Regions from separate parts of the Mus musculus genome. Here region 2 is linked to region 1. The links are chromatin contacts, called in public Hi-C maps. All regions are on one chromosome and are shown on one strand. Each heading gives the region's core, a stretch centred on a gene start, on an enhancer-like site or on the middle of the called end of the contact. The rest is flanking DNA. Distances are from core to core; before and after follow the strand shown. Region 1 overlaps Rdh13 (retinol dehydrogenase 13 (all-trans and 9-cis)). Region 2 holds the start of Cdc42ep5 (CDC42 effector protein (Rho GTPase binding) 5).

What was found. A called contact is a pair of places that touch in the nucleus more often than the background predicts.
Region 2: a Hi-C map of bone marrow-derived macrophages shows a contact between it and region 1, with 34 read pairs. The contact joins the promoter of Cdc42ep5 here to the enhancer-like site in region 1. A contact is called at or near these places in 12 of 39 promoter capture datasets (the 3T3-L1 cell line, 3T3-L1-derived adipocytes, the HPC-7 cell line and 8 more), 4 of 15 datasets of contacts at CTCF or cohesin (the NIH/3T3 cell line, embryonic stem cells and large pre-B cells), 9 of 484 Hi-C or Micro-C datasets (bone marrow-derived macrophages, cerebral cortex, cortical neurons and 5 more), 17 of 115 datasets of contacts at active chromatin or transcription factors (bone marrow-derived macrophages, cardiomyocytes, craniofacial prominence and 8 more) and 5 of 9 other capture datasets (adipose tissue, embryonic stem cells, liver and 2 more).

Annotation. Positions count from the first base shown.
Region 1 is chr7:4,426,171-4,429,311 of GRCm38.p6, forward strand. Rdh13 (retinol dehydrogenase 13 (all-trans and 9-cis)) reads right to left here. Exons shown (of 7, transcript NM_175372.4): 7 at 1-1,632. The coding sequence ends at 1,388. Among named protein-coding and RNA genes, the nearest start is that of Rdh13, 18 kb to the right of the region's middle. Within about 2 kb of position 1,296, at least 196 of the 459 cell types and tissues checked have an H3K27ac peak or open chromatin away from gene starts, as enhancers often do. A contact at or near this core is called in Sertoli cells, bone marrow-derived macrophages, craniofacial prominence and 6 more, where this site is marked.
Region 2 is chr7:4,163,071-4,166,289 of GRCm38.p6, forward strand. Cdc42ep5 (CDC42 effector protein (Rho GTPase binding) 5) reads right to left here and starts at 1,635. Exons shown (of 3, transcript NM_021454.4): 1 at 1,389-1,635; 2 at 1,023-1,117.

The sequences.
Region 1 (3,141 bases), core at 46-2,545:
GCCACTACCCCTAACATGTTACTGTAATCAAACAACAAGCTTAAGAGTCTACAGTTAAAATTACACAGGAATTGGAGAGATCCTGATCCTAGGTCACGCTGGTTTTCTGTGGCAGCAGCTAGCAGCTTTTCATCCCACTCTGTCCTGAGCACTTCGGGGCTAACCAAGACAGGGTCTGCCAGGGTTTCCACTGGATCACAGCCACTGTCCAGCACACAAGGTGTCCACGGCTGCCCTTTCTGAGTCTGGCGAGAGCTTCAGACCCACACCATCCTTAAGGGAGCAGTGACCCTTTGCAGTTTGCAATCAAGAGCTGTCTGGTTCATTTGGTTGTCAACCTGACATTCGTAAAAGACAGAGAGAGACCCTCATGTGAAGAGCTGCTTAGACCAGACTGTCCTGAGGGATTGTCTGTGGAGCATTTTCTTGATTGCTAGCTGATGTAGGAGGTAGACGCCCACTGTGGATGGTGCCATCCTTGGACAGGTAGGCCTGCACAGGTACCTGGGACAGGCATAGTAATACATGCCTTTAATTCCAGGCATGGCAGATCTCTGTGAGTTCAAGGCCAGCCTAGTCTACATAGCAAGTTCCAGGAAGGCCAGGGTTACAAAGTGAGACCCTCTCTGTAAAAAAAAAAAAAAAAAAAAAAAAGATAATAATAATAATAATAAAAATAAAAGCAAGGTACCTGACATATGCCTGTGAGCACACCTCCATTGGTATCTGCTTCAAGTTACTGTCCTGAGTTCCTGCCCTGGCTTGCCTCTTCCATGATAAACTATAACCTGTGAGTTAAATAAGCCCTTTTTCTCCCCAGGTTGATTTTGGTCATGGTGTTTATCACAGCAACAGAAAGCAAACTAGAACAACAGCCAAGTCAGAGAGGAGGCAGGAGTATATAAGGGCCCACAAAAATCTATAGCTATGCCTGCTCTTTAACAGTAGACCAATCAGTCCACCACAGCAGCTTTGGTGTCCACTGTCTTTGGACACTGCCCATAACCAGAGTGACTGTCTCCCCTATCAGCCTCCCCTTTTAGATTCCTAAAGGAGGCACCTGATGGACCATCTCCCCAGTAACCAACAGAGTACATGGACCTGCCATCCCCTGAGCCAGTGCCTACCTGTGGTCCAACTCAATGTAGCCAGCTAACGATAAATGCTAGAACTAACATTGCCACCTAGAGGATGATGAGGGCATAGCAGCCAGCATCCACAGACTTGAGTTCTAACAGTGCAACACTGTCCCTAAAGGATGATGAGGACATGGCAGCCAACATCCACAGTCTTGAGATTCTAATAGTACCAATACTGCCCCTAGAGGATGATGAGAGCATGGCCAGCAGCAGTCTTGGTAACACAGCTCCATCTGGGTCTCTGAAGGTTATCTGGGAATGGCATGTCCTCTCCCAGGGGATCCATGAGCCATGGCCAAGCCCACCAAACGGGCACTTTCCGTCCAAAGTCTGCGGGCTACTTCCTCATCTTCAGCCTCAGGAGATGGAGCCTTCTCTCTGAGTCCATCAAAGTACTTCCCCGAAACATTCTCCAGTTCTTCTGCCACGGCCAGATATGTGCTGGGCTGGGCCGCCAGCTGGGGACTCTTGAACAGCAGCCAGAAGAAGGGCCCTACAATCAACCACAGAACAGTCAAAAATAAAAATCCCCTGCTCCACCCTCAGGGAACCCAAAACCCAGCCTTGGAGGCTGGAAGCTGCCCTGAAGTCCCAGGGAACCTACCTCCAGGCCTTTGTGTCTGCAGTTCTCTCTACCTAAATGGCCCGTCCCAGGCAACACCCCACAAATTCCTCCAAAAGGAGAGATGAATCCAAAAGCGGCCTCCTATAGGAAGCCTCCCTGAGTGTTCCCAGAAAAATGAAAGCACATTTTCCTCTATTCTATGTATTGTTCCTAGAAATAATCTTTTCCTCTCAGGCAGGGCATGTGTCTCAGGCAGAGCATGTGTCTCAGGCAGGGCATGTGTCTCAGGCAGGGCATGTGTCTCAGGCAGGGCATGTGTCTCAGGCAGGGCATGTGTCTCAGGCAGGGCATGTGTCTCAGGCAGGGCATGTGTCTCAGGCAGAGCATGTGTCTCAGGCAGGGCATGTGTCTCAGGCAGAGCATGTGTCTCAGGCAGGGCATGTGTCTCAGGCAGGGCATGTGTCTCAGGCAGGGCATGTGTCTCAGGCAGGGCATGTGTCTCAGGCAGGGCATGTGTCTCAGGCAGGGCATGTGTCTCAGGCAGGGCATGTGTCTCAGGCAGGGCATGTGTCTCAGGCAGGGGCATGTGTCTCAGGCAGGGCATGTGTCTCAGGCAGGGCATGTGTCTCAGGCAGGGCATGTGTCTCAGGCAGGGCATGTGTCTCAGGCAGGGCATGTGTAGTCCAGGTTGGCCCTGACCTCAACTCCCTATACAGCCAAAGATGAACTTAAATTCCTTCCCTCTGCCTCTATGTGCAGAGTGCTGGGAGGCAAATCCCAGTGTTTGATTTTATGTGGTGCTGGAGATCAACCCCAGGGCTCCAGAAAGATAGCCAAGCAGTTCGCCAACTGAGCGACATCTCCAGCCCTCGATTCTGTGGTCTTCTCACGCTAAAATTCTTAATACATGCCCACTAAGTGACTCGGGCATTATGAATGCCTGCCACAGTGCTCTGTTGACTCAGACTACATTCTTGTACTTCTTCTCTCACACCGTTGATCCCAACCGCAGCCTCTCCTCCCTTCACTCTCCCAGTTTGCCTTCCTGCTTTCCCTCTCCCTCAGATCCACTCCTCCTCTATTTCCCTTCAGGAAAGAGCGGGCCTCCCAGGAATATCAACCGAACACAGCATAACAAGACACACTAAGACTAGGCACAATTCCACATGAGCTGCACAACCATAGCATACACAGAGGACCTAGCACAGACCTGTGCAGGCTTGGTGATAGCTGCTTCAGTCTCTGTGAATGAGCCCTACTTAGTTGATTCTGTGGGCCGTGTTCTCCTGGTACTCTCAATCCTGCTGGCTCCTACAACTCTTTCTCCCCCTCTTCTCTGGGATTCCCAAGCTTCAAGAGAAGTGATCCCATGACGCTTTTCAACTGAAGCTCTCTCCACCTAATGTTTGGCTGTGGGTCAGACTAGAGTCTTGGCCA
Region 2 (3,219 bases), core at 385-2,884, 260 kb before region 1:
GAGGTAAGTGGATCTTTATAAGTCTAAGGCCAGCCTGGTCTACATAGAGAGTTTCAGGCCAGCCAGGACTACATAGTGAAATTCGGTCTCTTGGGGGGAAAAAGCTCTTGGGACTGGAATGATGGTTAACTGTTTAGAGGGGGACGAGGGTACTCGCTGCACAATCACAAGAACCTGAGTTCAAATCCCCAGCACCCATTCAAAAACCCTCTAAGCCCAGCACGGAAGAGGGCAGGGGCAAGAAGACAGCTGGGGCTTATTCCTTTGAATAAGAGACCTCTCTCATTTCAAGAATAAAGTGGAGAATAATCTAGGGGGTTACCCTAACATACTCGAATGCAACACACTACATGCCTGCTCTAACACATGCAACATGGAGATTTTAATGCCCCTGTAGCCTTGGCTTGCTCTGAGACCTTCAGCGAGTCACATCCCCCTGCAACCTAGGTGTCCTTTTGCACACTCAGCTCTAAGCTCAAATATGCGTGCTGCAGGCCTGTTAAACACAAGGCAATGTGGTCATTCTTGGGAAAAGTTCGTCATCAGCCTAGGCTCTTACAGAGGGGCTGTTGTTAGGGATCAATGCAAAGTAGACTGGAAGAAAGCAGGCAACCCAGCCCGCCCTGACAGACACATGCTCAGATAAGCACATCCTCTCTGGCCTCTTCCACCCTCTTTTTCCTGCCTAAGTACCGCGTGGCTCCAGCTGCAGGGATGGGGGTGGGGGTGGGGGTGGGGCACAGCTGGCTCACCTCTGTCCTCTCTCAGCCCCAGCCCTGCCAGCAAGAAAATAATAACCCGCTCCAGAGCTGGCTGGACTGGTTCTCAGGCTGGAGGAGGGTGGAGCCCAGACCTGGCAAGGGACCCCACCTGGAGACCCCTGGGATCTCAGCATTGGCAATTCTTTTCCTAAAGCCACCGGGCTGCATCGGGTACGTCGAAGTCCCTGGTCTGTTTGCTAACTAGTCTGTCTTCCTCCCACGCCCCCGGTTGAAGACCCCTGCCCACTACAACCTTCTCACCTCGTGGTCCAGACTTAATTGAGATCCGACTTAAGCTGGGGTCCCTCCTGGCCTCTCTGGCGCCTTTTTCCTTCTTTCTGCAGGAGAGATCTCACCTGGCAAATAAAGTAAGTGTCACGTCCTACCTGGTAGGGGCTCCAGGACCTAGGCATGCGGCGGTCTGAGTGCCACCGCCTCAGGCTGGGTCCTGCACCCTTGGGTCTCAGCAGCCCCACCTCCTAGCTCTCTGGTTTCACGGGCTGGGAGTTCCCCTGCTTTCCTCTCTCACATTCCAGGGGTCCAGGAATTCTCTTTCGTTTGCCCTCCTCCCTCAGACCCAAGAGACTAGCCCCCAGAATCTGGCAACCCCCGGAAGTTCCTTCTTACCTGCACCAGGAATAAGCTTCAGCCCCTCTCGGGGGCCATGGCAGCCTACCAACCAAGCACCGAGTCAACGCCCAGTCAGCCAAGCTGGTCTCTTGTCCCGGGTTGAGAGGGTTAAGCCATAGGCCCCTCCCAGCCTTCCTTAGTCCCTAAAAGTTTGCCTCTAGGATTTAAAGGACTAGAAAGCCTTGATGGTAGAAAAGCTAAAGGCCCTTTGAAGGGATTGTAGGGACAGGAGGAAACCAGGACTGAGCGTAGTGGAAGCGGGGGTAGAGCTAGGGGGATGGACGGGCACGCCCCCAGCCCAACCCCTCCCCGGCCCAGCCTGGAATGTCCTGAAACCAGTGAAGTCTGGCTGTTTAGAAGAGTAATTTCTTCCAGACTGCAGCTGTTAGGGGAGTGGCATGGGGTGGGGGCTGGGGGGGGGGGGGCAGGAAGGGAGGGCGAGTTGAGAAAAAAGATAGGAAGAGAGGAAAGAAGGAGAGTGTGGGGTGTGTGTGTGTGTGTGTGTGTGTGTGTGTGTGTGTGAGAGAGAGAGAGAGAGAGAGAGAGAGAGAGAATGTGGGGTGAAGTGTGTGTGAGTGAGAGAGAGAGAGAGATATGGGAGGAGAGGAAAAAAGATAAGAGAGAATTAAAGTCCCAGTAGGAGAAAGAAGTGCTGTGCAATTGCCCTGGAGCGTTCCCCAGGATGCTCCTATTTGCAGCCATCTGCCAGAGAAGGGTCTTCACTCTGATTCCCTGTCTGTGGTGAAGACTACACACTGGTGTTCACAACATCCTTCAAAAGCTGATGGAGCACGGCTGGAGTGAGGGTGTTTGGGGGGTGTGAGGTATGTGTGCTGTTCCCGGGTGTCGTGTGGCTTAGGGCAAAATGCACAGAAAGAGGGAAGGCTCAGAGGGAGACCCAGTTACAGATCTAATAAGCAAGCACCTTTGGGTTGCACACTGAGGTCTATACTGGGAGCCTGTAGAGCCAGGGAGGAGGGAGCACTGTCAGAGAACAGCAGAGGCATGGTAGGATAGACCTTTAGTACAGGGAGAAGTCCACAGTGTTTAATAGAGATATTTTGTCTAGGAGGTCTGCAGAAAGCACTGCAGGGACTTTGGACAGAGGCCACGTGGAACACAAACACACAGGGAAGCAAGTAGAAAAGAAATGACTTTGGTAGACACTGAGAGGTCAGCTTGAAAGCCACTAGGAGAAATCTAAGTCAGAATGACACATACCTGCGGGCCCATGTGTTTGCAGTTTTTACAGAGGAGCCAGGTTACTGGATTAGTCTAGACACCCATCAACGGATAGATGATTGGATAAAGAAATCGTGGTGTATGTTCCCAAAGGGGTTTTGGACAGCCTTGAAGAAAAGCATAATTATGTCATTTTTGAGAAAATGGATAGAACTGGAGGTTAAATTAAATAACCCATACTGATAAAGACAGCTACTATGTCTCATCTCATTTGTGACACCCCCCCCCCCACGACACACACACACAAACACATACACACACATACATGTTGCTGTTGATGAATTGTTTTGTTGGTGATAGCAGGGATTGAACCTAGGGCCACTTGCCTGCTAGTTAAGCCCTGGACAACTGAGCTATAAACCACTCCCTCCTGTAGGCACACTGTGTGCACAGTGTCGAGATTATCCTCTACCTGGTACCCTGCTCTTCAGACAGGGTCTCTCATTAATTAGCTCAGGCTGAGCTTGAGTTCACTTCCTTTCACTTCAGTGTCCTGGATAGCTGAGGTGACAATGTCTCACTATGTAGCTCTGGCTGGCCTGGAACTTGCTATGTCAATCATTTTATTCTCAAAGTCACAGACATC